Linked DNA regions of Mus musculus: all the other regions are linked to region 1. Evidence: chromatin contacts called from public HiCAR-type, HiChIP or PLAC-seq and promoter capture Hi-C data. All regions are on one chromosome and are shown on one strand. The core of a region is the stretch at or near the end of the contact, and the rest is flanking DNA. Distances in the headings are between cores, read along the strand shown.

Region 1 (3,696 bases), core at 404-2,903:
CATTTATTTATTGATGTGTGCCTATATGGGTTTATGTGCTTCAGACTGCCGGGAACTGGAGTCACAGGCAGTTGGGCATCACCTGATGTGGCCGCTGAGAACCAAACCTAGGAAGGACTCCATCACTGAACCATCTCTCCAGTCTCCAGTATCCCTGTTTCTATACCATTCATCATTAACCTAATCATTATCAAAATCTATACACAAAGATGACCACCGGGGTCATATTTTACTGTTACACAAAAGCTGTCATGAAAATCTTCCTTTATTCATTGTTGTGTCTTGTTCAACCATCTCTAAAGCAAAAATTCCAATATTGGTATTGTTAGGAAAACAAATTTAGTTTTTTTCTTCATATTTAGGTTGCCGCGCCCTCCAAAATGTATGCATGAATAGTGCTAAGTTTGTCAGTCTTTCTAACTTTTTAATAATCATCCAGAGGGGTAACTTTTTGGTTTAAATATCTTTCCCTTTGTTGCTAGTGGCTTTAAATTTTTTTTGAAAATAAGTTTATTTGTAATGTATATGGGTGTTTTGTTTGATGCATATCTATACCACATGCCTACACTGCCCTTTGAGGCCAGAAGAGAGTTCTTGGTACAGTGTTTACAGATGGTTGTGATGCTGTGGGAATCCAAGCTGGGGCCTCTGCAAAAGCAGCCTGGGCTCTCAGCTGCCGGCTATCTCTTGCTGGTCTCCAAAGCTTTCTCCCTTGCCTGGACTTCTCAAAGCCTCCTTGTCTTTACTTCTATGTTCAGTGTTTGTTTTGTATTTAGATTGTAGCTTTCTTCAAGTGTCCTTTTTGCAATTTTCTTAATTTTACAATGAAATTCTAGAATTCCTTCTGAAGTGGGCAACAATAACAGACTTCGAACAAAGCGGAAAATTTCCAAAAATTTGGCCTATGGTCTTATTGCCTGTGTAAAGTTATCATCTAGCAAGGTGAGGGCTGCAGAGGACTGTACTGGGCTCCAGACAGCTGGAAGACTCTTGGTCCCAACTTCCTGATTTGGGGAAGGCAGAAAACCAGTATGGGAACTCCTTTGTAGGGCTGTGAAATAGAACTGGAGAGGATACAGGCTAAGAGCTTCCTCTAGGCCTTGGATATAGCAAATCCGCTCTAAATCTTTGCTATTATGCGCGGAAAGGGCAACGCACTTTAAAGATTCAGCCGAGAGATGTAGTTATCCAGGAACCCGGTGGGGCGAGTCTTGGGGATTAAGCCTTTTCCCCGGAGAAGTGCACAGCGGGAGTGAGCACTAGGTACCAATCCCGATCCTGCCCATTTCTTGGGATGTGACTGACCTTGGACAAGTCACCTTTTGCCTTTAACTCCACCTGGAAAACACACGAAAGACCACCCGAGCTCGTGCAGGGTTAGAAGGCGCGTGGGAAAGGCTCACAAAGGGCTTCTGAGACACCGTCCCGAAGCTCTCTCCAGTATCCTCGGCGCCGTCCGGCCAGCCGGAGGGATCGGCGACCCCGGCCCGCGCCCCCGCCCGCCTCAGGAACAATGGCTCCCCGGGAGGGGCGGAGCTCGGCGCCGGGGGTGTGCGCGGGGCGGGGTCGCCGCTCCCTCCCCGCCCGCGGCTCCGTCACGCGCCCCTCACCGGGCGGGCCGGGGTCTTTGTGACGCGGCGGCGACAGCCGCGCGGACACAAAGGGAAGGCGAGCCTGCGAGCTAGAAGCTGCGTCCGTCCCCGCCCCGCGCCCCCCGCGCGCGCCCCAGCTCCGTGTTCCCCACGCGGCGCGCTCCCTGCCCTCGCGCGCCCGCGCCCCTCGCCCGCGCCGGGGTCTCCCAACGAGGCTGTCCCGAGCGCGGAGGGCCGGGGCCTGGCGGGGATGCTGCGGGGCTGCCCCGGGCGGCTGCACGGCTGCTAGGAGGCGGCGCGGGGCCGGTGTGCCCGGCCTGCCGCTCCCTGAGCTCCCCGCCGTGCGGCCGCGACAGCATGGGCGCCCAGGCGCCGCTCCGGCTGCCGGCCGCGCCCCCGCTCGCCGTCTGCGGCTACACGTCGGTGCTTCTGCTCTTCGCCTTCTGCCTGCCCGGGAGCCGCGCGTCCAACCAGCCCGCGGGCGGCGGCGGGGACTGTCCGGGAGGCAGAGGCAAGAGCAACTGCTCAGGTAGGAGCCGCCGGCGCCCGCCTCTGGGGCTCCTCCCTTCCGCCGTTCTGGGCCGCGGGAGGACCCGGTGTGGACCAGGGTGCTGAGGAGTCCCGGGGGCCGGGCGGAGGGCAGGACGAGAGTTCGCGGTGCGGGCTTTGGGGACCTGGGTTGGGGATGGGGAGTGGTCGTTTGTGGGTCCGTAGGTGTCGAGTGGCCGGGACTAGGGCGGCCCTGCGGCGTGGTGAGCTGGTGAGGTTCCGCGAGACGGAGCAGTGATCCTGGGTTTGCTCGTGGAAGCGCGTGTAAAGTGTTGTGAAGCCCCAAGGGAGGGAGGACGGCTAGGCTTCAAGGGGAGTGTGTGCGTGTGTGTGTGTTTGTGTGTGAGTGTGATGGTGAGGAACTGGCGGACTGAGGATAAGGGCCTGAGAACTGACCATGTGTTGGTGGGGAGGTTCTTAAGAGTTCCTGGGTTTTAAGAGGGGTAATGCCGGTAAAAAGAAGGAGTGGTTATGTTTGTCCTTTGGGTTCAGGGGTGCAGTGGGGACCAAATCTGTCCACGGTTCTGTGCATCAGGGCAGCAGGGAGTCCCAGGAGGGCCCAGGAAGTGTTTTGTTGGTTGTGTCTGGACAAAGCCTGAGGCTCAGGTAACCACGCTGGAGTACGTATATAGGGTGAAGAGATGAGAGCCCAGTAGTGAACCCAGTTTGACAGAGGGAGGGAGCTAGGGAGTCATCTTGTGTGGGATTTGGGTATGAAAGGTAATTAGGTCTCAGAGAGTGCCCCTGTGTAGCTAGAGTAACCCCGGGTTAATTAAAGTGGTGTAGAAAGAGAGGCAATGGTGGTGTGTGTGTTTTGCAGGAGGACCTGGAAGATTGGCAGCCAGGGGAGCCAGGGAGTAAGTGACCTCTCCCCTCTCTCCAAGGCCGCCTGCCCTCCCACAGCTGTTGGAAACAAAGAGCGTGCTGGGGTTTTAATGGATGACACAGGGGAGGAGGGGGCCGGCCAGTAAAGTTCCCCCGTCCTTTTGGAAAGAGTCCCAGGGGAGCCAGGGGATTCAGGCCCTCGGGCGAGCAGAGGCTTCCGGGTTCTCTTGGGGGAGGGTAGGTCTGCTTGCAGCTGGCCCAGCAGACCTAGTGGTCATAAGCCAGCCCTTGCTCACTTGGGCTTTTATCACTTCTCAGACCAGCACTTGTCCTTTTAACTAGGGTTGAAGCGGGGAGGAGGGGTGCACCTGAGAGTCGATAGAGTCAGCTAGTGGGGGCCTGACAGACAGCCTGGGAGTTCGTGAAGGGGCTATGTTTATAGGACAGTGATTTAGGCGAAAGAGGCTTTATGCTGGCCTTTTTTTTTTTTTTTTTTTTTTTTTTTTTTGTGGTGGGGGACACCTTTTTTAGTAATTTTCATATGGTATGTTTTATGAGAGGTTTTGAGAACTAATAAAAATGGCATGCCCATTAAAAGCCTTTCCACCCATAAACTCTCTTCTATTTTTCTAATCGTAATTGGGATGGGATGACGCTTTAGTAAGCCGTCACTCTTTAAGAAGATAAGCTCTTTGTAAATCAGAGTGATTTGGGTTTTTTTTGGGGTACC
Region 2 (3,980 bases), core at 1,409-3,908, 1.4 Mb before region 1:
CACTGGGTGTTTGCTTATGCACCCTCTCTCCTGTTTTCTCTTGCCTGTCTGGCTTGTCAGACTTTCAAATCCATCATTATGTGACATGCTGAACAACACGTTTTCTAAGCCTCCTCTGCATAGACACTGCTGAGGTCTCCTCAGAGTACAAGCCCCTCCTGGGCAGCAGACGTATGCAGAACAGTTGTGGTTTTCTCCTGGTCATCCAAGAGGCAGCCCTCTTCTCTGGCTACTTTAATAAGTTCACTTCTAGCAGGCTAGTGAACTCTGCCTTTTCTGTCCATTAATCAGATGCACAAGGCAGGCTTTGTGTATCTCCTGTGAGATACCAAAGACACATCCTACCCACATACTGAAGAAAGTCCAGTTCAGAATGCCGTGCACTGAGTCTTGGTAACCTTTTCTCGGACCAGGTCTGGGGTGCTCCTTCCAGGTTCCAGTGCCCTTCCAGCTGCTGGAGACAGTCTGAAGAATGCCCTTGCAGACAGAGCCTCCTGGAACATTTGGCTGGATTATAGGAAAATGGACAGTCTACTCATTTAGTCAAGTTCTGGAGAATTCAGGACATTAAATCCCCAGTCTCCACACGTCCCAGTCTTGCAGATTGGCCTGAACCGTGGTAAACAATTTAGACTAGCTGGGGTATGACATGACGCTTCCTTTTGGCTATTTCTACAACTCCACATTGAATGGAAGGAAATCACTTAAGCCCTCGCAGCACTGTCTGACAGGAGGTGGAATGCCTCACTTGGCTTCCTGCCCCATCAGTCCCACACCCACAGGGGACCCTCTCCCGCTCCCTCTCAGCTCCTAGGCCTGAGATATCTCCGGTCTTAGGCCATAACTCCCACCTTCAGGCCAAATTTCAACACAACAATCTTGCTTGCCTTTTCCAGGTGAAGGAGAAGTAAACCAGTACGATCGGCCAGGTTCTGTTTCCAGTCACCACATGAGAGAAGACCCAAGGGGATCTTTGTCTTTAGATTTCAAGGAGCTGGGTCTCGGGTGCTTACCTAGAAACAACAAATGTGTACACAGGACTTCTCTGAGAGGGCGGTAAAGGAATCTACTGCAGTATCCAGCACTGATGAGTTGAACCACAGTCAAGCCCCATCAGCTGAATACAGGATGTACCTTCCTCCTGGGGCAGGTCAGGCTTGTGGCATAAAGTCATCTTATATGTGTAACCAAACTGTATCTGTGTATTAAACATAAGCTCTTCCCTATCTCATTTAGACACGGCCGTCTCTCCATAGACCCCTTGTTTGCTCGTTTGGAACAGGGTGGTAAGCTCTCAATCCAGTTTCACTCTGACTTATGAGCAAAGACAGACTTCAAGTGTGGTATTAAGTAGGACTGGTCCTTTGTCTTGTTGATGGGTGAAGCAGAAAATGGTGGCAACCATGGTAAACTGGAGGATATTGCCCAACTGATGAAATTCCAATAAAATCTGACATCAAAAATGCAGGTTCCATGTCATCAGGTCTACCTGAATTCTAATAGTCCACAAATTTGGTTTTTCAATTTGTGTGCATATATTTGTATGTACATGCATGTAGGAGTGCCCACAGAGGCCAGAGGAGGGTGTTAGGTCGCAGGAACTAGAGTTGCTGGTGATTGTAGCCTACTCTATGTGGGTGCCTGGACCTTGGGTTCTCTTCGAGAGCACTACATGCTTTTAACCCCTGAGCCATCCTTCCAGCCCTACAAAATATGGATCTTAATAAACAGTTCATAATTATAAAATGTTGTTATTATTAACTTTTTAATTTGGAAGCTATCACTGACCAAACTTATCTGCGGACCACATGGAGACCCAGGCCACCTGTTTATAGCCACTGGCTCTAACTGTCAAACAGAACAACCTTGGGTGCGACAATTTCCTTAGGTAAATCTATCTAGGAAGTCAGTTACAGATCTGGCTGGTGCATTTTACAAGTAATAGAGAAATCCAGACCCAAGAAAGCCAATTCCCCATGGTTAATCATTTGTAACAAGTGTTATACCCATCACAGAAGGCACAAAAGGGGAACGAGAGTTCAAATCCATAGACAGGGTGAACAGATGTCAAAGCCACCTTAAGTGGGCAGTATCCTTAGAATGCCCCCTAACTTCCTTGTTAGTTCCTTGGAGCCCTCCTGGCTTCCGGTGCCTCGGTCCCTTAAAAGCCAATGGCTCTGCCTGTCTTGACCCTTGTGGTGTGTCCTCACCCCCACGTTTCCTGCAGTGCACTAGTTAGTAACTGCAAGAGCTCCTAAGGATAGCGTTTTTCAAGAGCTAAGCTCCCAATTCCTGCCTTCTGTGTTGCTTGTTAGTTAAAGGGTGTCTTGTTCCCAGCGGGCAGGTAACACACCTGACTCTATGTGCCTAGGTCAACATTGAGACCTTACTCTTTTCTTCAATGTTGATTCTCTTGTGTGGCTCACTGGATGGATGCCTTGGTAAATCGTTTGGCTTCTCTGGACTTCAGTTCCCCTTGGTCAAGGTTTTGGGATTCCAAAATATTCAGAGCACACCCCACGAGTCCTTCAAAGTCCTCGCTCTGTGTATGACTTCCGTCCCCACCGTGTTACTCTGGGGCATGCAAGTGGGATCTTGGCTGGCCTGCTGGGTGTGGCACAGCAACCAGGAGCGACTTCAACCGCGTAGCTTTGGGACACTGCCACTCCCCTCTGAATCTCAATAGCCTAGTCTGTCATGTAAGGAAACCCCAGCGATCCCAGCCGGCCCTGGGTTGTGGAGCTCTGCGTCTGCATGCGGGGCTTTCCTCGCGGGTTACATAAGGCTCTGGGGTGGCGGGAAGAAGGGGGCGTGGGGAGGCGCAGCGGGGACCGGCGGCGAGGTGGGGCACCGCGCGTGGGGGAGCGCAGGGCGCGGCGGAGTCGGGTTTCAGAGCGCGGGTGACTCAGGCGCGGGCAGCAGCGGGGATCCCGCCGTCGCCACCGAGCGCAGCCTTTGTTCCGCGGGCGAAGTACAGCTGGGGTCCGGCGGCTGCACCATGACACACAGGTAGGACCCGCGCCCCGCTCCCCCTGCACCTTCGCCTCACCTCCTAGCCGCCGCCTCACCTTCTCTGCCACCGCTTCTTGCAGGAGGACCGCGCAGGGCCGGCGCCCGAGGTGGCTGCTCTCCATCATCTCCGCGCTGCTCTCCGCTGTCCTGCAGACCCGCGCTGCGACAGGTAAGCCACAGCCGCTTGGGTTTGCGCGCCCGGGTGCTACGGCGCCTCATTCCTGGACATAAAAGGGAGTACTTGCTTGGCGCGGCGCACAGCCGTCTTGCCCTGGGTCCTCCCGGGCCCCCCGGGTTCCTAGGCGCTGAGATGATTGCCTCAGCGAAGGCACACAAGAGTGTCTGGGCTGGACGTGGCTCACCAGAGCGGGCAGAGAGGGGTTTTAGCTGTACAGTGACAACACACTGCCAAACTATCCCAAAGCGCGCTGGGCTCCCGCGCTGAGGTCGTGCGCACTGGGCTGTAGGGTGAGCAGGTCCCATGTACACTCAGTCCATGGGAAAACATGGTCTTCGGCAGGGATACCTTGACATCCTAGTCGTTCCTGACATAACAGAACAGAGTCGCTAGCGTGTTTGGTTCAGCCTGAGTCACTAGAGGTCCCCATCCCTGCCGGACAGAGGCGCAGTGGATGATGGACTAAGCCTGAGAAACTGATCTTTCTTTCTCTTCTATGGGCCTCAGTTTCCCCTGAGAGGACTCAGAAGCTGTTGGATTAAAGTGGGTCTGACTTAAAGTCGAACTGCCGGTGTGAATTGCGCCTCTGTTGGGTGACTGTGGGCAACATTTTTTCACTCTGCATGCCTCAGTTTCCTCATCTGAGAAGATCTGGTAAACTAGACCCTCATTGTTCCAGAAGCGTTGAGAAGTGTAACGGACAGATGGGAAATAATGTCCTTTCCATGAGAATAAGTGTCGGAAAGATACCTTGCTCTTCTCAGGAGTGCCTGTGTTGGAAAGCATTGTT
Region 3 (3,652 bases), core at 86-2,585, 1.2 Mb before region 1:
GTTCTGGAGTCCCAGAGAGCAGGCCTGTTCAGGTTCTGGCAGGTTGAGGACTTGCTGAAGCGTGTCCTAGCTGGAGCCGAGGAGCAGTCTCAGACCCCAGCTCTTAGCCCCCACGGTTTGCTTTCATAAGCAGGATCAAACTCTTGGAAAGTGGCTATAAAGCAATTTACCAACAGCTACTAGAGGCCGGCTGATTCCTACTACGGAGCTTTATTTAATTCCGAGTTCAAATCACACAGAAAATAACATTTTCTCCTTAAAAGGTTCTGCGGAAAAATGCTGTCGGTGCCATGCGGCCGCCTCCGTGACTGTGTTTGTGTCTGAAGAAAGGACTAGTCTGACAGGAAGAATTACAAATCTGGAGCTCATTTTGGCGTCCCAGAGGGAAGGTGGGTGGAGCGTCTCACAGTAAATTAGGAATTCAGAATGAAAGCGGAGCTGAGTTTATTTGGGTTTTTAGTGACACCTCGAAATTATTACACAGGAGTGTCGGAGACAACTCAAAGTACCTATGACTGCTCCCGCTTCGCCCCGGGGCGGGATGCTTCTTCGTAGGGCAATCCTCCCTCCTTCGAAACCCGTGGGCCTCTCCGCTTCCACGCGGGGACAGCAAAGGTGGGAGGGAAGGAGGGCGGCGGGGACCCTTAGTCTGGGTCTTTTTACGGTGCCGAGACACAGAGGCCACTCGGGGGTGTGTCTGAGCTCCACCTTGGGATTCCGAAACTGGGCTCCGACTTTGAGACTGGAATTTGGGGAGAGGACGACGAGGTCTGGGGCGGACGTGGAGTGCAGAAAGAAATCGGACTGTCTTTGCGGGGAGGCTGGAAGCCGCGGGTCTAGGGTGGGGGAAGTTGAACCCCGGACAATATTGAGGGTCCGAGTGGCGAGAGTTGGGTTTTGCGGGTGCAGGACTGTGCAGGGGAAGTCAGGGTGGGGTTGGAGTAGAAGAAAAGAGCGTGCAACGGTCACAGTCTTTCCCTGAGCAACTCTCACAGGCACACCCTGCGCTCAGTCGGGACCGTGGGCTCCCTCGGGCGCGCAGACTGGGACCCTGCCCCCACCCGCCGCGGGAGCGCGAGCTGCCCGCTGTGGCTGGAGTAAAGGCGCCCAGCGGTGAGGGGGCGTGGTCAGAGGCCCAGCAGTGCGGGGGCGTGGTTAGAGGCAGAAACCCACGGCCGCTCATTGGTAGCCCAGGGCCCCGCGGGCGGGGCTCTCGGCTAGGTCCCGCTAGGGCGCTCGCGGGCGGCGGGGGAGGCGGGGTCGGCGGGAGCCGGGCAGCCAATGGGCGTACGCCCCTCGAGCAGTTACAAAGGGCCGGAGCGAGGCCGCGGCGGCGGCGGGGAGGTGGGGCGAGGAGGGGCGAGGCTTCCTGAGGAGAAGCTGCGGCCGGGGCCGGGCCGGGCCACAAACAGTGGCGGCGGGACCATGGAGGCGGCGGCCGCTGCTCCACGTCGTCCGCAGCTCCTCATCGTGTTGGTGGCGGCGGCGACGCTGCTCCCGGGGGCGAAGGGTGAGTGGCGGGCGGGTGGCTGCGGGGCGCGCGGGCCGGGCCGGGCCTCTGGCTCGCTTCAGCTCTTTCTCAAACATGGCGCGGGGCCGGGGGCGCAGGTGGCGGCGCCCGGCCGGCCGGGCGCTCCTGACCCGGCAGGCGCCACGCGAGCCGGGGCGGGGAGGAGAGGCGGGGCGGGGGCGGTGTCGAGCGCGGGTGGCGGAGCACCGAGCAGAGGCCGGCCCTCTTGGGCTCCCGGGGGGCAGCGGCTGGCGAGCCTGCCGAGGTCGGGGGCTGCCCTTAGGGGTGCGAGGCCGGCCGGGACCGTGGCCCCCTGATTCCACTGCCTAAATGCGCCCCGGCCTGAAGCTGTTGGGGCGTGGGCGGGCACCGGCGTGGAGGCGCTCCGGGGCCGGGCGCTTGGAGGGCTCCCCGGAGGGTCGAAAGGGGCGCCGTGGGCAGAGACCCCGGGTGGGCCGCACCGCCGTGAGTGCCGACGCCCGCCTAGGGCGACTTTTCTTCAACCAGGGGCTTTGTGTGAGAAGCAGGCGCGAAGATGCGCGGAATGTTCTCGCTTCGTGAGTCTGGGAAGAGTTCAGAGTCCAGTAACCAGAAGGCTGCAGATTGTCTTCTTGCTAGTAGAAACTTGAACGTTTGCTCACTCTGCAGATTTGGGAACGTTTGAATGGGAACGGTTCTGTAGAATTGATCAAATTATTCCTTTTCTCGAGGGGATCGTTGCTTTGGGTGTATCATTTCCCTAAGCGGTAGTTTTAAAACCAGACCTCTGTGTAGCTGGGGTTTGAAGGGAAATGTGTGGTTTCCCAAAATATTAAAGCCGGTCGTGATACTGGTTGTCACCTCTGGAGGGAAGATTGAAAAAAACTTTGTCAGGAACCAATTAAAATAGGAGAAAGCAAAATACTGAGGCTCGGCATTAGCAACCTGCATACAGTGAAAATACATTTTTGTTGCGGAAATTGGATAACAACATTTTAAAAAGCAAAACAAGCCAAAACAAAAGTCTCTCCAGACTGTGGATGCCAACTATGATTAAACTTAATAGTTACTGTTTATTGGGAGTTGATTATAATGCAGATGTAAAAGACACAGTATCAGAACCCTCGCAGTACCAGTATTTGTCCTGTATATTGACATGAAAACTGAGGTGCAGAAGATTAAGTTCTTAGTAAGTGCAGAAATTAGGATTTGCACTTAGGCTTTCAGGGTTCAAAATCTGTGCACCTGTTACACCAAAGTAGCATGACTCACTTAAAGAACAGTTGATATTTGATAACATAACTTAGCCATCAGTTTCTTAGTTTACTTGAACATTCTCTTTACATAGGTCTACAGTAGAAGATACAATGGGTTTTTGACATTGGCTTAGGAAGGAAATAATGGTGGACAAAGTGGGAGAATTGTTATAATTATGCATCAACTATAAGTGACCATATCTAACAGTTATTTGGGTAAAGTAATTAATTCTTTTCTACCTAAAACAAAGCAGGACACGTTCATGCATTTAGCAGTATTGACGTGGATGCTGAGAAGGCTGGTTCATGTCCTGGAGGACTTTATAGCCTACTTAGGCAATGATGTAATACAAAATTAGCCTAGATGTTTTTATTGCTCAAAACCTAGACTAGTACTTCATAAACTTTCCCCATTTGCCACCCTCTTTTCTCAAAAGATTGTATGTGCCCATGAGTCACATACAAAATGTAAAAGATGGGTATATAAATCAAATGTACTGATAATAGAGCATAAATAAAATTATTTTAAAACAATTCATTGGTATATACAGTTTTACCATTTATTAAAGATTAAAGCACATTTCTGTAGTAATGAGATGGGTGAGTTTATTTTTTCTTAAAGAACTGAATCATCCAGTGCTGGCGACTCCACATAATTACAGATGTTTAGGACCATTTCAGAAATTGTTGCAATTCTATCTTAATCACAAGATGAGATTTATGTAATAATTTTTAAAATGAAATTTAAGTCAGCAACTTAAACAGCAGTTTTTAAAATCAGACATTTTAACACAATACAATTGGTCAAGGATATACCACTTTGATATACATGAGGAATGAAAGTCTTTTCTGTAGTTTGTGTATGTTTCTGGAAGAATAGAAAACTTTGTATATTCAATAAAAACAT
Region 4 (3,926 bases), core at 637-3,136, 1.5 Mb before region 1:
TGGGGCAGTTCACAGCTACCAGCAACTCTAGCTTCAGGGGACCCAATGCTCTTTCCTGGCCTCCACTGACACTCCCACATATGAGGTACACATTCACACACACCCACACACACACACATACACATAAATTTTTTAAAAACTGGAGATTTTATTTTTCTATCTTATATGTATGAGTGTCTGTCATATATAAGGCACACACATATATAAGATATTATATGTCATATGAATACATATGCATACATATTTGTATATAAATGCACCATGTGTATACAGTGCCCAGGGCACCCAGAAGATGGTGTCAGATCCCCAGGGACTGGAATTACAGACAGTTGTGAGCTGCCAAGTAGATGTTGGGTCCTCTGGAAGAGCAGCCAGTGCTCTTAATGGCTGAGCTATCTCTACAGCACCAACATAAATCTTTAAAAACAAATTTTCTTGGGACTGGGGCAGAATTTCAAAACAACACTCCAAAATATAGTTCTGCTACCTGGCACCACACATTTATGTGAAATGGCACTCCCAGCATTGGGATTTTTAAAATGAAATTATCAATCAACTCTGAAAATTATGACGATGGTTTGTGTCCTGTAGTATCAAATGCTTAGCCTTAATTTAAGTCTTTATATAAAAATAAGCAAGTCCATCCATCTTAACATGTAAACGGCTTTCTTTTATTAATAGTAAAATTATATGTATTTTAAAGATTGTTTTAAAATGAGTTTCTTTATGACTTACTATAAGTAAGTGGTTGATTTATATACTGGTTTTATATACATATACACCCAGAATTACACAAAAACTTCTGCCGTGAAAATGTGCTATTAGTGGCAAAATTAATAATAATAATAAGCCATCCTGAAAACGCTGCAGTGGCTGAAGGCTTCAGGAAGAGTTGGTAAGGTGGGGCAAGGCAAGTGGGTGCAGGAACAGAATTTGCAAAGGCACCAGCCTAGCTTGGCTCCTTCCTCCCCCCACAACTAAAGGTAAAAGTGGCAGTTTGTGTAAATTACTGAAGACATTTTATTCCTAAAAGTTAGAGGCCAGCCTGGGCTATGTAGAAAGTTTAGAGTCAACCAGGACTACAGAGTGAGACCATATTTCAGTCAACATCAGGGGCTGGGGCTGGAGACACTATTTAGCTAGGCTTGGTACCACTGACCTGTAATTCTAGGACTCAGGAAAGGAGGCCAGCCTGGGTTACTTGAGATTCCGACTATGATACAGCAACACATTTTTGATTTAAACTTTAAATTTAAAACTTTTATCTGTATGCATGTATGTATACACAAGTGTCTATATCACACGTGGGGGTTGGAGGACAACTTGAGGGAGTCCTCCTTTCACCATGTGGGGATGGATGGAACTCTGTCCTTCAAGCTTCGAAGCAAGGGCCCCGTGGCTCCCCTTTTCTCCTATAAGCCCTGAGCCAAACCTGATACATTACAGGAAAGGATGGTGTGTGTGTGTGTGTGTGTGTGTGTGTGTGTGTGTGTGTGTGTGATGGGCCTGCGGAGTGTAGGTGTCCCTAAAGCAAAGACTGAAAAACATAGCTTGGAAAACCATGGGCTCCAGTTAGTTATTCTAGGCGCCACTGAGTACCGCACAGAGCCGCCTGCAGCTTTCATGAGTCTTGGCCAGCACATCCTGAACACGTAGTGGCTAAGGTTAAGGACCTTCCATCCGGGATAGTGCTAGTGTCACGTAAGTTCAAGGAAGGGTCCCCATAGCGCCCAGAGCGCTGTGCTCAGCCCACACTCACGCCGCAAGGGTCGCCAAGCTCTCTGCTCTCTCATGTGGGCACAGGCAGGTGGGCGCGGGAGGCAGCAGCCAGGAAGAGGGCGGGGCGCAGGTGGGGCGGGCCGGGGGCGGGGCGACCGCGGTTCCGGGATCCGGGTCCAGCCTCGGCCCGAGGCCGCGGGGTGCAGCTAGCGGGTGCATGTGGGGGCGTGCGGTGAGGAGGCGCTGCCCGCGGGGGCTGCGGCGCGGCCGGGAGGCGTTGCTGGCACTGCTGGCCCTGGCAGGGCTGGGCGCGCTGCTGCGGGCTCGAAGCAGGTCGGGGACGGTGGACCCGGGACCCCCGCGGACTCCTCTCCCCGGGCGTCACGAGCCAGTGCTGCCCAGGCCGCCGCTGCCCGCCGATGCTCTGGGAGCGCATGGGGAGGCGGTGCGGCTGCAGCTGCAGGGCGAGGAGCTGCGGCTGCAGGAGGAGAGCGTGAAGCAGCACCAGATCAACATCTATCTGAGCGACCGTATCTCGCTGCACCGCCGACTGCCCGAGCGCTGGAACCCTCTGTGAGTAGTCGCGGAGCACTGGCGCGTGGGACGCAGCATCCTTCTCGGGAGGAGGTGGTGCAGAGCGGGGGTGGTGGTGGGGCGTATCTAGAGGGCGAAGAGGCGGGAAAGTTAAAAAAAAAAATCAGAACGAACCTAAGAAAGTCAAACTGGTAACTGAGTGGTCCCTTGAATCAGACACCTCAAAGTTGTCATTCTGTCGGGACAGGGTGAGATTCGAGTTAAACACACTGAAGAGACCCCTACTTCGTGCCTGTGGGGGCAGTTAGGACTGTGGGTGTGGCTGTGACTCCGGAGAGCTGACGGCGACTAGCACAGGGCTGACCCCATTCATTGGTGTGGGTGTGCTGTTGCCCAGGGATAGAGCAGAGCCATCGAGATGCCCAATGGCCGTGCCCGAGGCCCGGAGCCGCCTCCCTTTCTCTCTGGCTGTTGAAGTCCTAGCTTTGGGTGGAGGGCGGTGGGAAGAAGAGGTTTGTGGGAAGGGCGCCTGTGACTCTTGAGTCCAGCCGAGCACACTCTTGTAGGTGGTGCAGGGCAGATCCTGTGTAGTCAGAGCCTAGTTCCTGTTGAAGCTGCTGGCTTTTCAACAGGTGAGAGACAAGGAAGCAAACACCCGCAGCAGCTGCTGCTGCCACCTTTACCCTCAGTCTCCCAGACGCCTCCACCCTTTAAATTTGTTACAGAACTTTTAGTTCCCACTTGAGCTCGGTAGATTGCCTGGAAAACAGAACTCAGAAAGGGGTCCTGGTTAGAGCCACAGGGCCAGCCTGGTGTGATTATCAGGCGCTTGCCACATTCTACTCTCCAGGCCTTGACAGTTCTTTTTTTTTCCAGTTTGGAAATGGACTCAGAGGGCATAGGCAACACTGACCTGCGAGAGGATGAGATGCGGTCTGCTGTGCCCCTTCCTCCATCAGGGAGAGTTTAACAGATTTAACTGAATTTCTCTCACCTACCGCAATGGCTTTGCCCGAAGCCCTTTTCACTCTCTTTCCGAGTCAAAATTGCTGGGATTGGCAGGGATTCTCCACTCCTACCCAGTGCCTCAGGCAGCTTCAGCTCTTTGAAAGGTCAGGTCTTTTGCTCACTAGTTCTGCGGTCTCCGACAGTGGGGTTCAGTCTTTAGTTGATTTGGCCTCAGTTTCCTTGTTTGCCAACTAGGGAACCGATGAGGGTTAGTCTGTACACTCTGTGTAAGTGGGCTGAAGGAATGCCGCCTCAGACTTAATAGTCAGCATGTACCTGGGAGCACCCTGTCCTGCTTACTTCCTCTTTCCTCGACTGCCCCTTCGTGTCATCTGCATTTGGCTGGAAAGTTATTCTTCTCCGGATCCAATTTCCTTTATGGTTAGGAGTTGTGAATATCTCTTTGAAACACTTTAGATGACCTGTGGGGCTTATGGTTTCCTGTCTCCATGGTGATGCAGCTGCCTTGTGTCCTGCCGGGATTTGAGACTAGATCCTGCTGTGCCATTGACCCTGGAAATTAATCCAACCCAGCAGGATGGGCCTTGCCTCTGACTCAGGCCTGCCCCATTAGTTTCGGCTAGCCTGAGAAAAAGGTAAACTGGAGCTGTGTATGTCTGGATCAGGACAGTCTTTGAGGCACAGCCTCCATATGGTTAGCAGTG
Region 5 (4,010 bases), core at 355-2,854, 1.1 Mb before region 1:
AAGTGGCTCCCTCCAGTTGTCTTCTGATCTTGTGCAGCATGACACTTGTATACCCTCCTACTCCACTCCATATAAAAACAACGTGAAAAGAAATTTAAAACTCGTTAAGTAAAAATAACATTCAACTGTCTAATTAGGCACACCAGTGCCTACATCTCTCTCACACACAAACGTGCAGTTCCTACTGACACATTCATGAGTACGCTGGATACGAGGGTACCAGCTCAGAAAGAAGAGGTAGTAGGAGGCTAGAAAGGTTGAGCCCAGCAGTGGCAACTGGCACTTCTCAAAGATTGCTTCCATAAATGCTGGCCTGGTAAAAACAGTCTGGTGTCCTGTGTCTCCAGAGCTCGCCCAGAGAAGACATTGAGATGCTCTGCTGAAAAGCTTCTCTCCATCTCCCATCTGGTTGCACAGCAAGAGGGAGTCCAGCGGTTATCCTGCCCCCTTTCCAGGACCTCCACTTATGAGGCAAGGATGCCACAGTGTGGGTGGGAAGTTACTGTGAGAGTCAAGGGCCTGCAGAGGTTATATACCTTTCTTTTCACACTAGGAAGTCTGAAATTAGATGTAGAAAGACAGGAGTCACATAACAAAAGCTGAAGGAAAAGAGGGGGGCTGCTGAACTGGTCTCTGACAACTGTGCTGAAGGAGATGGGTTGATTTGGGCAGGCAGAGGGCACAGCATTGCAAATGCAGGAAGCAGAAATGGGCTGAGAATTGCTGCACAAAAGCAAGGGGGACCTGAAGAGCAAGCCAGAACCTAAGGACTGTCACACTGTAAAGAATGGGATGGCAAACTCAGGGCAAAGGGAAATGGCAGGGTGTGAGGTGTTTATGCCCATGCTGCGTTGCCCTGAAGGTGATGTAGGGAACACGGAGGTGGCGGGAATGTTTCCCTACTGTTGAGGATGAATTCTTTAAAGCAGCTCCTTCCCAGGTTTGGAAGCTAGAAGTTGCTCTACAGCACAGATCTGGAAGAATCCGAGGCCAGCCTCCCCTTTCTTTCTTCCCATCCACTCACTAATGCTTCTGCGCATGCGCTTGCACACACACACACACACACACACACACACACACACACACACACACACACACACACACACACAGAGCATCTTTCTACCCCGCGTGGCAGGGCCATAGAGAACATCGTTCCCGGGTAATGAGACAATTAGCTCCTTGAATTCTTCCTGCAGGAACAAATCCGGGCCCCCATGGCATCTGTCCCCTCCTGTTCCTCCAGCTGGCCTCCTTGCCATGTGCACCCCCTCCCGGAACCAGGCCTGGCCTCCTGCCCCTGCCCACTTGTGCTTGTGCCTTACTGGAGCTTAGGGTGCAGGGCTGGAGCTCTGGTGTGTGTGTGTGTGTGTGTGTGTGTGTTGGGGTGGGGAGTTAGGGTGGTGGTGGTGGAATGGGGCTCATGGTGAGGGACTGGAGCATGTGGTGCAGAGCTGGAGCTCCTGTGGTGGGGTGGGGTCAGGAACAGGTGCTGGGGTGTGGAGCTGGGGCTGGAGCTCACAGCATCCAGAGCAGCAAGGAGTTGCAGGCAGGCTGCCGGTGGCGTGATGGAGGCCTGTGCCCCTGAGCCACGAACCCAGCTGCACAGTTCTCCTGTGGGGCTGGCAGTCACTTCTTCAAAGCTGCTCTGCAGCGAGGTGGCATATGGCCCCCTGACAGAGCAGCTGCTGGGGAAGAAGCCGCCGAAAGGAAGCCTTGGGGGATAAATACAAGAAGCGCATGTCACCACGCAGCGCCCGAAGCGGCCCCGGAGCTTCTCCGGAGGAACGTGGTTTTAGATGATGTGCGAGGGCCTCTGCCTTTAGAATGTTTCTCACCATCATCGCGGAACTAGAATATCACTGGACACTTACTAGGAACCAGACAGCTCTGTATTCTGCTTTAGAGGAACCATATCATGGATTCCTTTGAACATCCCTCCGGAGAACTCTGGGTGTTCCCATGTTGTAGAAGAGCACACCAAAGGTCGAGAGAGAACTTCAGGATTTTATGCTGTCCCGTGGCTTATGAGCGACCTGTGGCTGACTCTAAAGCCTTCAGTTGACTTCTCTTTTGCGGCTTGAGGCCATAGCCATCTTGGTCAGAGCATCTTGTAGACTTGGTAGTTAGGATGCCAGGCCTGGTGTCATTTGCAAAAACAACTAGAACACACACTCTCCTATCTGAGGTTCGGAGAGTAAGGGCAGGCATGGTCACCTGGCATTTCTAGCTTCTAAAACAGGGGTGGCATTCTGTGGAGTAATTTAATAGAAATATATGGAGAATGAACCATGCCTGGGGGAGCTACTTTCCCATTTTGCAGGTAGGTAAACAGGGGATTGGGGCTTTGCCTAAGGCCTCATTATAAGCCTGCCAGAGAGGAGACTTGGGCTCCGAGCTTCACACTACACATCTTATCCTCTTTGCTTTGCCTGGAGTGGATCATATTAAGGAAGGAGCCTTCTTAGCTGGAGGAGGAGGGAAAAGAAAGAACAGGAAGTCATGACTGTAGCTTATTCTTGACAGTGGCTGGTATCTCTACACATCTCCAGGCTATAGAGCTTGCAGACTGATTCAAAGAACATCTAGATTGAGCTAAAAGATACTGTGATTTTTTTTCACTTGTCCTCAACTCTGTTTGTAACCCAATTCCCAGAGGCCCCAGGAACTTGTGGGTCGGTCCCTCTCTCTCCATTCAATGCCACTTCTCCTGGTGAATCTGCCACCCCAGTTGGGGATCTGGACCTTCCAGACGAGGAGGCAGAAACCAAGAGCCCATTCATCACACAGAAAACGGATACCTACCTGTCAGATTCAATTCCACTCCAATGCTGCAAACTTATGGCCAAACAGAGGGCCTCATTTTCCCAGGCACTAGGATGGAAGAGTTGCCAAGTAAAGGGCAAAGCACAAGTGGCAACCCCTTTAGTAGCTCCCCACAAGGCTGTGACAAATCTCTGCCTGCCAGGGTCTTGCTTCACAACACAAGGCTGGAAGATTTGTCAGATGTCTTCTGAGCGTGGACTCACTGTGCTGTTTGGTCAGGGAAGCAATACATCCAAGTTCTGGCCTCCCTTTTCTTAAGTGGAGGCTATGATCCTATACATGAACCTTGGCTGAGCTTCAGAACAGTGAAGGGGGATACGAGCCCCTCCCCCCCCTCCCCCCGGCAACATGCAAAGAAAACCAGAAACCGCTGATAATTTGTGGGTTGGATTCAAGAGTTTCTGAGCACGACAGCGTCCTTGGTCATGAGGACAAGAACAGAAGCATGTCACATCTGGCTTGCAAACAATCTTTGAGGTCTGTTGAGACCAGGTACATTGCTTGAGGTCCTGTTTATGAGGTACAAGGATACTCTGAATGGAGTTACTGTATGTAGAGTCGGCTGGATTTCTGAGCATGGTGTGTGTGTGTGTGTGTGTGTGTGTGTGTGTGTGTGTGTGTGCCTGTGTCTGTCTGTCTGTGTTTGTAGTGTGTGTATGTATGTGTGCCTGTGTCTGTCTGTCTGTGTTTGTAGTGTCTGTCTGTCTGTCTGTGTTTGTAGTGTATGTGTGTCTGTCTGTCTGTCTGTGCTTGTAGTGTGTGTGTGTGTGTGTATGCACATGTGCATGGTCACATCTGTGTGTGCGCATGCCTGTGGAGGCCAGAGGACAGCGTCTGCCAAGCAGTTTAGCAGTTTAGTTTGCCCAGTGAGCTCCAGGGACCTGTCTTCACCTCTCAGCACTGGGATTACAAGCACATACGCTGTGCCTCTTCGTTTTTTAAATTTAAATGTTTACTTATAAAAACCGAGAGTTCTGAGGATCAAACTGATGTCCTTGTGTTTCTAGGTGAAGCGCTTTATCAACTTCTCAGGCCTCTTTCCCCCCAGGTTTTGAGTCAGTGGCCCAGGATGACCTAGAACTTGAGCCCCTCCAGTCTCAGTTTTCAGAGTGCTGGGATCACAGGGCTGTGCCACCACACCCAGCTCCCGCCCCTCATTTGCCCCTTCGATGTCTTCCCACTTTGCC
Region 6 (3,664 bases), core at 267-2,766, 1.1 Mb before region 1:
TGTCACACCTAGGATCACACACACACACACACACACACACACACACAGCAATGTTAGTGTCTTTTAGGGAAGACTGAAATATTTACAGGACAGGGGACTTTCCAGTCACTGAAGAGACTGATGTGGATCTTGAATATCAATAAGCAAGATGTTTCAAATTTTTGCAGAACAAAAGCAAAAAGTCCAACAGCAGGTAAACTGGATCCCAGCTGTGTACATATAAGATGTAGCAGGAAACAGACACATATACTACCAGGGCCACACATCACTTCTGGAAGGATGCAGAAGACACTGTTGACAATGGCTCGCCCTCTCAAGGATGGGGACAGGGAATTTTTACATTATACTTCCTATTTGAACTTTTACTCCTGAGTAAATGTTACTTCTTAATTAAAAAAAAAAAAACACTGAGGACTGAGGGTTGGCTCCAGGAATGTTGGGTATGGCAGTGCACACCTGTCCAAAAGTCTAGCTCAATCTTTCAGTTCCAGGTTCAGTGAGAGAGCCTGACTCCAATGTTCAGGTGAATATTAGCTGACCTCTGGTTTTGATATGCAAGCTCAGACACTTGTATAGACAAAATAACTGGATTTTTCTCCAAAGACCAATGGGGACCCTAATGGGGAAACGATATGTTTAGCTTGACTTTAATCCGTGGCACTGCTAAGTACTGGAATGGCAGTATTAGAAAGACTGGAAGGGTGGGATGGATGGGACCTGAAAGCAGAGACAAAGGAATAACGGAGAAGAAAGAAGAGTAAATTGAGTCACATACAAGGTGTGGCCGGAAGTCGTCTTTTAATGCCAGCAACCACCTGGATCCAATCATTTTAGTCCCAAGGCTAAACATTTAAAATGCAGACACATAAGCCCTACCTCAAGGATCTTCAACGAAAGGAAGGGGGCGGGGGAGAGATGTCCCTGAGATCTGCCATTTTAAAGGGTCTATCCATACTAAAATTGGTGGCCGTTCTCTCCCTGGGGACTCCTGCTGGACAGTTCCTAAAAACCTAGAACAGCGGTCCCTCCCCCCCTCTCGGCGCCGCCCCCCCCCCCCCCCCCCAGCCAAGAATTGGTGGCGGCCTCACCTGGTCGCACACCACCACGTCGAACTCCTCGCCGGAGAGAAACAGCACGTAGAGCGCCAGAAAGACCATGCGCACGTAGGAGCAGATGGCGGCGCCGCGGCCGCCCCAGCCCAGGCTGCGAGGCAGCCAGTCCCCTGCGCATTGCACCGAGAGCTCGCGGGTCTCGATGAAGCAGTGGTTCGGGTCGTAGTGCGCGGTCCATATCTTCACATCACAGCCGTACTCCTGCAGCGCCAGCGCCGCGTCCAGCACTAGGCGCTCGGCTCCGCCTATACCCATGTCTGGGTGCAGAAACAGCACAGATGGGCTGTAAACCCGGGAACGGGCTCGGTACAGGTTTTCGGCCATGGTAGATGAGCCGCGCTTGCGCTCTCCGCGCGAGCTTCTGCAAGCTCCTGCAAGCTCCGCCCCTGGCCCCCTCTGGCTACTGAAAGCCGAGCCAGCGCAACTACGCCTGCGTTAGTTTAGGCCACATCAGCGATAAGCTTGTGGGCGCTAAGAAAATGCCTGACTCAATTTCTCATGTGGACCTGTCCAAAGCTTGCAATTTGGTGATGTTTGACCATATTAAGCACGCTAAATAAATTACATAAAAGAAGCGAAAGGGCTGTACTTTCACACGGCCCAGTTGTTGTCGGCGTAATCTTTACAGGCATATCTCAGGACAGCCCAGTCATCCAAGAGTCTGCGAAGGCCCTGCCAGCCGGCCGGGGGGCGGTGCCAGAGCCTGTATCTACGAGAGTTCTGAGTGCTCGGCAACTTCACGACTTCCCTCTTCCTGCCTCCTGTGCCCACCGTTCTTAGGCATCAGCATGGTGCGCGGTCCCCGCTTCCATGGGGTGCACTAGCCCCTATCTTGGTCTTCCTTTCTGGGACCTCATTGCTCTTCCCAGCTTCTCGGGTGGGTGTGGGGTCGGGGGTGTGAAGAGGATTTGACCCGCGATGTTCACTGTTTGTCTGCTTCCCTCTGCAGCCGGGTCCAACGCCCAGTGGCACCAACGTGGGCTCCTCTGGCCGCTCTCCCAGCAAAGCGGTGGCCGCACGGGCTGCGGGATCCACTGTTCGGCAGAGGTAAGTGGCTGGGGGCTTGCGGGGGACGCCCGGTTATGGCTGGAGGAGGCTAGGTACCCAGGGTTGCATTGCATTGCTGGAAGGAGGAGTTCCAGGATGGAAAGATTAATAGGGGCCGAGTGAGCCCGAGCTGACGTGGCCATCTAGTTAGTTAAAGGCCCTTTAGGAGGGAGGCATGGTTTTCCTCTCCTTGATCAGCTGCACGCACCACTTTAGTTAAAGGTAAATTAGACTAGGATCAGGAATAACTTTAGGAAAAGCGTTGGCATAAAGCTGGTGTGTCTGAGGCTTTACCTTTCAGTCTTCCATATGGAGGTCCCATACACACTCAGTTTAACAAAATGTGTCTTACACAGTCTGTCACCCTGGTTCCCCATCCCAGCTGTGTGTGTGTCTTTCTTTTTAAGTCTATTTTGTGTATGTGTGTGTATTGCACGCACCTGTGTGTGTGTGTGTGTGTGTGTATGTATGTGTGTGTGTGCGCGCGCGCATCTCTTTCTTGCCTGGTGTCCTTGGAGGTCACCTGAAACTGCAGTTATGAATGATTGTGAGCTACCATATGAGTACTGGGGACCGATTTGGGGTTCTCTGCAGGAGCAACAGGTATTCTTAACCTCTCAGCCACTTTTCCAGCTTCAGGGTCTCCTTATTTTTAAATGTCACTGCTTATTTATAGAAATCTAGAAACTCCAGTTATTTATCTTTTTTAATTTGGTGTGTCTTCTCTGTACAGTCATATGCCATATTTCATAGGAAGACCTCACTACTTTTTTTCCTCCATTTCTGTCCCCCCAGTTTAGCCCTCAACTTCTTCTGCTTTGAATTTACACCACTATTCACCCTCCAGTTGCTCTTCCACTTAGGTTCTCTGTAAGTTTCTGGTGGTGCCTGTTAAAAAAGGCTTTCAGAGGGATTCCACGCCTCTCCTTTCTCCCTCCTGTGAGCCAGCAATTCTGAGCTTACTACCATTTCTTTCCTTTTCTTTTCTTTTTTTTTTTTTTTTAGTTAGTTAGTTTCTTTTTAGACATTCCCACACAACCTAGGGTTGAACTCAGATCATCCTTCCTTCACCTCCTATGTGCTAGGATTGTAGTTGTAATAGGATACTACTATTTACATCTGCATGTTCATCTCCTCTGCTTTGACAGAACACCTGCCCAAGCCCTCTTCCTTAGCTCTTGCCTTAAATCATGCCACAAGAAAATGTTGACTGAAGGAATCAGTCAGCCGTATTGTTGTGTTTGTTGAACTACTAGTAAAGGTTTTTGTAGAGAGGAGTAGACTTTGAAAACGCAAAGGAGCGCTTTAAAACCACCCTTAACAATGTGAAGAGGAAGGCTTGAGGATATAGCGGGGAGATAGCTCGGGAATAGAGAGCTTGCTTAGCACGTGTAAGGCCGCAGGCTTGATCACTAGCACAACCAACAAAACACAACACATCAGCAGAAGAGGACGTGAAGGACTTGTTGACTGCAGTATGAAAATCTAAATCTGCAGTCTGAACG
Region 7 (3,773 bases), core at 127-2,626, 1.1 Mb before region 1:
CAGAAAAGCATGCTTCCGCCAGGGGTGGTGACTCACACCTGTAATCCCAGCACTGGGGAGACTGAGGCAGGGGGACAGCTGAGAGTTCCAAGTTGGTCTCAGGTATCTCCTACCTCCTAAGTGGTTTTCATAGACAGGAGCTTGGCTTTTGCGAAGCACACATGACAGACAAAGCTCACTTCCCAGGTTTTCCTCATGAAGGCCAGAAAGCAACTGTGCCACTCACTTTAATCTCTCTTTCTTATTAATTTATTTATTCACTTTGCATCCTGATCAACCCCCTTCCTCCACTCCCCCCAGTCTCACCCTTACAAATCCCTCTCCCCCATTACTCCCTCATCTTCTCCTTAGAGAAAGTAAAGCCCCCTGGGGTACCACCCCACCCTGAGACATCCAGTCCTAGATGGACTACACACCCCTTTTCCTGAGGACCAACCAGGCAGTCCAAGTAGAGGAAGGGGATCCAATGGCAGCCACAGGGTCAGACAGCTCAGTTGTTAGGGGACCCACATGAAAACCAAGCTGCACATCTGCTACAAGTGTATAGGGAATCTAGGTCCAGCCCACTGGTTAGTGGTTCGGTCTCTGTGAACCCCCACAGGCCCAGGTTAGTTGTGGTGTCTTTGACCACTCCGGCTGGCTTAATCCTATCCCCTACTCTTCCACAGGACTCCCCACAGGCCACCTGATGCTTGTGTCTGCTTCCATCTGCTCCTAGGTAAAGCCTCTCAGGAGACATATGTCTCCCCTTTTCAATAAGGTAGTATGAAATACAGAGAAAGTATATGTGAAGCACCCTAAGGGGCAGGGCAGAGGGAGGGAGGATGGCAGTGTTCCCACTCCGGCAGGCTGTACGAGCAGGGAGCTTCCCCGGGGCTGATTCTCTTGGAAGCCCAGCCCTAGAGAAGACACGCTGGACTGGTGTTTCCCATAATACTCCTGGGAGAGGGGAACATTGGACAGGCAGGCAGAGAAGCAAGCTCTGGAGCACGGTGCCCAGCTTCCCTGTGGCCTCATTCATACACCTGCCACACAGTGCCAGGAGACCTGGCGTTAAGGAGCCACCTTTCTCAAAGGAGCCCGATCCTCATGGAGATTGCCGCTGCTCTGAAAATATAGCGGGCGTGGCCATCCTCTCAGCTGACACACCCTTTGACCCCTTTGAATGCTTGGAGCTGGCAGATGCCTAGAGCTGAGGACACTTACATGTATGTTCAAACAAGTATAAGAAGCTGCACCCCCCGCCCCCTTCAGACAGAGCAGAGATGAACCAGAAGGCCCCCCGCCCCCATCTCCAGCAAAGGCGGGACAAGCCAGCTGCCTGGAGGAGGGGCATAAGAGTCAGTTCCCCACGGACGACTTCGTTGACAGCTGAAGGGTGAGGTGGAGCGACAAGGAGACACTCGCTCACCCTTCACCCCTCATGAGTGCTGGGGCAGCGCTGCTGGCTGGTCATTTCCCAAAAGCTTGCCAAAACAAGCGACATAAATCAAATTTTCATTTCATTCCTTCAGGCTCGACCCTTCCGTCAGGCACTCAACAGCTGCCTCCTGAGCAGATGTACAGCTCATTAGTCTATCGTGCCGCTAGAGCCAAGTCCAGGACCCCAACCCCCATTCCGGGGCGGGGGTTGGGGGGGGGGCGGTAGGGAAGGACGCTAGCAGCCTTTGTTCTTCCACTGTCGAGCACTTCGCATATCAGCCACCAGGGGGCGAAAGCTGCACATACATCGTTGGTTCCCAGAGCCAGCTCAACCCTACAACCCTCTCGCCTGGCGTTTGGAAGGCGATCAGGGAGGGATGGTGAGACCTTCCTCTACCTCCAGAGCTTTTCAAGCCTTTAACGTGTAGGAATATCTTGTTTGGTGCGAGGATGCTTGGTTTAGGCAGACAGAACTGGATTCAGATGCCTGGTCTGATGCTCTCAGCCTTTGGGCCTTCATGATGAAATGTGATGGTATCGCTTGCTGTGGGACCCCACCCGGTGATCCTGAGGCTAACGTGAGGCAGATGAAGTGAGGAGCAGCTAAGCATCGTGACAAGGAAGTTCTCTAGGGACATAGAGTGCATGCAATTTCTCATGTCTTTATTTTCTCTTACTATGTCTCATTAACCACACATTTAAGCCTCTTATTTAATATAGATGAACAGAATCATATTCAGAATATCTCTGTGTTCTCTGTCTCTCTCAGACACACGCACGCACACACACACACACACACACACACACACACACACACACACACACACACACACGTCTCTGTCTCTCCAGGGCTGGAGATAGAAACCAGGGCCTTGCACATGCTCAGTAATTACTCTACCATTGAGCTATGTTCTCAGAGTCGTCTTTCTTCTCTAAAACAAACCAAGCCAAGAAGCGCCATGTGTTTATCTGTAAATCAACATGTCTATAAATCGATTCCACCAGTTGTCCCCATCCTTAAGTGTGGAGTCCAAGAAGCAGCAATAGGTTGGAGAGTGAAGCTGTTTCTGTTGTGCCTGTGGCTCACCCGTTCTCTCCCTTGTGGACCTGTGGTCCTCTCCCTACTCTACCCAGGATCCTCCCCTCCCCCTGCTTCCTTTGCTGCTGCGACTCAAGGTGGAGTCGCCTCCGCTACCCCCACAATTCTGACATTAGCAACCTGCCCCAGGTGACTTTCTAAAGGGAGGTGGGTTCCTGCCACATTCTCCTTGGAGGCATCACAGTTGCGTTTTGCCTGTTGACAAAGCTTGACAGCAGGCATCCAGGCCCTTAGAGCTGCATGTACTGGCTTCAAAGCCTGTGCCTGGCTCTTGGTTATGTGCTGTACACTCACAAGGCTGTAATCGCCTTCATAGCTATCTTGAGACATGGGGTCACATTATCAGCTTCAATTTGTAGTTAGAACTGGGCACTGAGAAGTGACCCTCTTGGTAATCTAGGGAGGAATAGAAGGGACAGCAATCTGAGACTTCCCCAAGTCACAGGACAATGTAATGCTATGCCTAGTGTCACCTTGCTTAGACGTACTGAGCCTCCTCCCAAGCAGCAGAATTCATGGTTCCTTCCCCCATGTTTTCCAGGAGCCCTGGTTATGTGCAAGACATTTTACCAGGTGTCACTCTGCCTCTGCTACTAGGATGGAATGGATTCAAGCACAGAACCAGAAAGGAACACTCAGAAAATTCTGACTACATCAAATCCTCTTTTATCTAGTAGTTTTACTGAACCATGCCTCCCATCCCACGCCCTAAACCTACCATTAGCCTCTATGCAGCTGGACTGCTGTGATTTCAATTTTGAATGCACCCCAAAGGCCTGTGTGTTAAAAGCTTGGTTCCTGGTGTGGTGCTGTTGGGAGATGGGGGAACCTTTAGGAGGGCAGGGCCGAACGAGAGATCTGCAGGTCACCAAGCTCTGCAACTTGTCCCTTTGCTTCCTGCCCATGAGGAGGTGGTTTTGTAGCATCGTGTGTTCCCGCTGTGATGCGCTGCTGCTTGTCACAGGCCTAAGGGATGAGCTAGAACCTCCACACCGGAGCTAAAATAAAGTTGGTTATCTGGGCTTGTCTGCCACAGCGCTAGAGAGTTGACAACCTCATGGGCTCTGCACATGCCGCAACCTGTTCAAGCTAAATCTCCTAGGGCAGAGCTCTTTGTGGATAGATCTGAGGTCCATCCTGGGCCCAACTGTGGCCTCCCTCTCTAGACCAAATCTCTCTCTGTGTACTGGCCTGGCTAGTCATTTTGCTCGGTGTACTGGTCTGGCTAGTCACTTTGCTTAAGAGAGCCTCT

Evidence for each region. Promoter capture Hi-C pulls out the DNA fragments that hold promoters and counts their contacts. HiCAR-type assays count read pairs that join an accessible place to other places. HiChIP or PLAC-seq counts read pairs in DNA pulled down with a chosen protein or histone mark.
Region 2: a contact with region 1 is called in an H3K4me3 HiChIP or PLAC-seq map of embryonic forebrain, with 6 times the contacts expected there. The contact joins the promoter of Col15a1 here to the promoter of Tmeff1 in region 1. A contact is called at or near these places in 1 of 39 promoter capture datasets (hippocampal neurons) and 1 of 115 datasets of contacts at active chromatin or transcription factors (embryonic forebrain).
Region 3: a contact with region 1 is called in a HiCAR-type map of astrocytes, with 5 times the contacts expected there. The contact joins the promoter of Tgfbr1 here to the promoter of Tmeff1 in region 1. A contact is called at or near these places in 5 of 39 promoter capture datasets (cranial neural crest, hippocampal neurons, maxillary cranial neural crest and 2 more) and 4 of 115 datasets of contacts at active chromatin or transcription factors (astrocytes, embryonic forebrain, embryonic hindbrain and 1 more).
Region 4: a promoter capture Hi-C map of liver shows a contact between it and region 1, with 2.4 times the contacts expected there. The contact joins the promoter of Galnt12 here to the promoter of Tmeff1 in region 1. A contact is called at or near these places in 3 of 39 promoter capture datasets (hippocampal neurons and liver).
Region 5: a contact with region 1 is called in a promoter capture Hi-C map of hippocampal neurons, with 4 times the contacts expected there. The contact joins the enhancer-like site here to the promoter of Tmeff1 in region 1. A contact is called at or near these places in 8 of 39 promoter capture datasets (the 3T3-L1 cell line, the HPC-7 cell line, frontonasal cranial neural crest and 4 more) and 1 of 115 datasets of contacts at active chromatin or transcription factors (embryonic hindbrain).
Region 6: an H3K4me3 HiChIP or PLAC-seq map of stem cell-derived neural progenitor cells shows a contact between it and region 1, with 6 times the contacts expected there. The contact joins the promoter of Alg2 here to the promoter of Tmeff1 in region 1. A contact is called at or near these places in 9 of 39 promoter capture datasets (the 3T3-L1 cell line, the SN4741 cell line, cranial neural crest and 5 more), 1 of 484 Hi-C or Micro-C datasets (embryonic stem cells), 8 of 115 datasets of contacts at active chromatin or transcription factors (astrocytes, embryonic brain, embryonic midbrain and 3 more) and 1 of 9 other capture datasets (adipose tissue).
Region 7: a promoter capture Hi-C map of hippocampal neurons shows a contact between it and region 1, with 5 times the contacts expected there. The contact joins the enhancer-like site here to the promoter of Tmeff1 in region 1. A contact is called at or near these places in 10 of 39 promoter capture datasets (the 3T3-L1 cell line, the C10 cell line, cranial neural crest and 6 more) and 5 of 115 datasets of contacts at active chromatin or transcription factors (embryonic forebrain, embryonic midbrain, embryonic stem cells and 1 more).

Annotation. Positions count from the first base shown.
Region 1 is chr4:48,583,521-48,587,216 of GRCm38.p6, forward strand. Tmeff1 (transmembrane protein with EGF-like and two follistatin-like domains 1) reads left to right here and starts at 1,654. Exons shown (of 10, transcript NM_001356272.1): 1 at 1,654-2,121. The coding sequence starts at 1,950.
Region 2 is chr4:47,205,354-47,209,333 of GRCm38.p6, forward strand. Col15a1 (collagen, type XV, alpha 1) reads left to right here and starts at 2,659. Exons shown (of 40, transcript NM_009928.3): 1 at 2,659-3,009; 2 at 3,093-3,181. The coding sequence starts at 2,999. Gm12426 (a long non-coding RNA gene) reads right to left here. Exons shown (of 3, transcript XR_001784287.2): 1 at 3,941-3,980; 2 at 3,069-3,233; 3 at 1-1,013.
Region 3 is chr4:47,351,887-47,355,538 of GRCm38.p6, forward strand. Tgfbr1 (transforming growth factor, beta receptor I) reads left to right here and starts at 1,336. Exons shown (of 9, transcript NM_009370.3): 1 at 1,336-1,510. The coding sequence starts at 1,426. Gm32435 (a long non-coding RNA gene) reads right to left here. Exons shown (of 3, transcript XR_390551.4): 3 at 428-2,352.
Region 4 is chr4:47,090,037-47,093,962 of GRCm38.p6, forward strand. It overlaps Galnt12 (polypeptide N-acetylgalactosaminyltransferase 12), which reads left to right and starts at 1,887. Exons shown (of 10, transcript NM_172693.4): 1 at 1,887-2,292. The coding sequence starts at 1,937.
Region 5 is chr4:47,517,452-47,521,461 of GRCm38.p6, forward strand. No RefSeq gene overlaps it. Among named protein-coding and RNA genes, the nearest start is that of Gm42283, 25 kb to the left of the region's middle. Within about 2 kb of position 1,605, at least 18 of the 459 cell types and tissues checked have an H3K27ac peak or open chromatin away from gene starts, as enhancers often do. A contact at or near this core is called in hippocampal neurons, where this site is marked.
Region 6 is chr4:47,472,851-47,476,514 of GRCm38.p6, forward strand. It overlaps Alg2 (asparagine-linked glycosylation 2 (alpha-1,3-mannosyltransferase)), which reads right to left and starts at 1,517. Exons shown (of 2, transcript NM_019998.3): 1 at 1,089-1,517. The coding sequence starts at 1,436. It overlaps Sec61b (Sec61 beta subunit), which reads left to right and starts at 1,811. Exons shown (of 4, transcript NM_024171.2): 1 at 1,811-1,903; 2 at 2,062-2,159. The coding sequence starts at 1,901.
Region 7 is chr4:47,436,480-47,440,252 of GRCm38.p6, forward strand. No RefSeq gene overlaps it. Among named protein-coding and RNA genes, the nearest start is that of Alg2, 36 kb to the right of the region's middle. Within about 2 kb of position 1,377, at least 180 of the 459 cell types and tissues checked have an H3K27ac peak or open chromatin away from gene starts, as enhancers often do. A contact at or near this core is called in embryonic forebrain, hippocampal neurons, liver and 1 more, where this site is marked.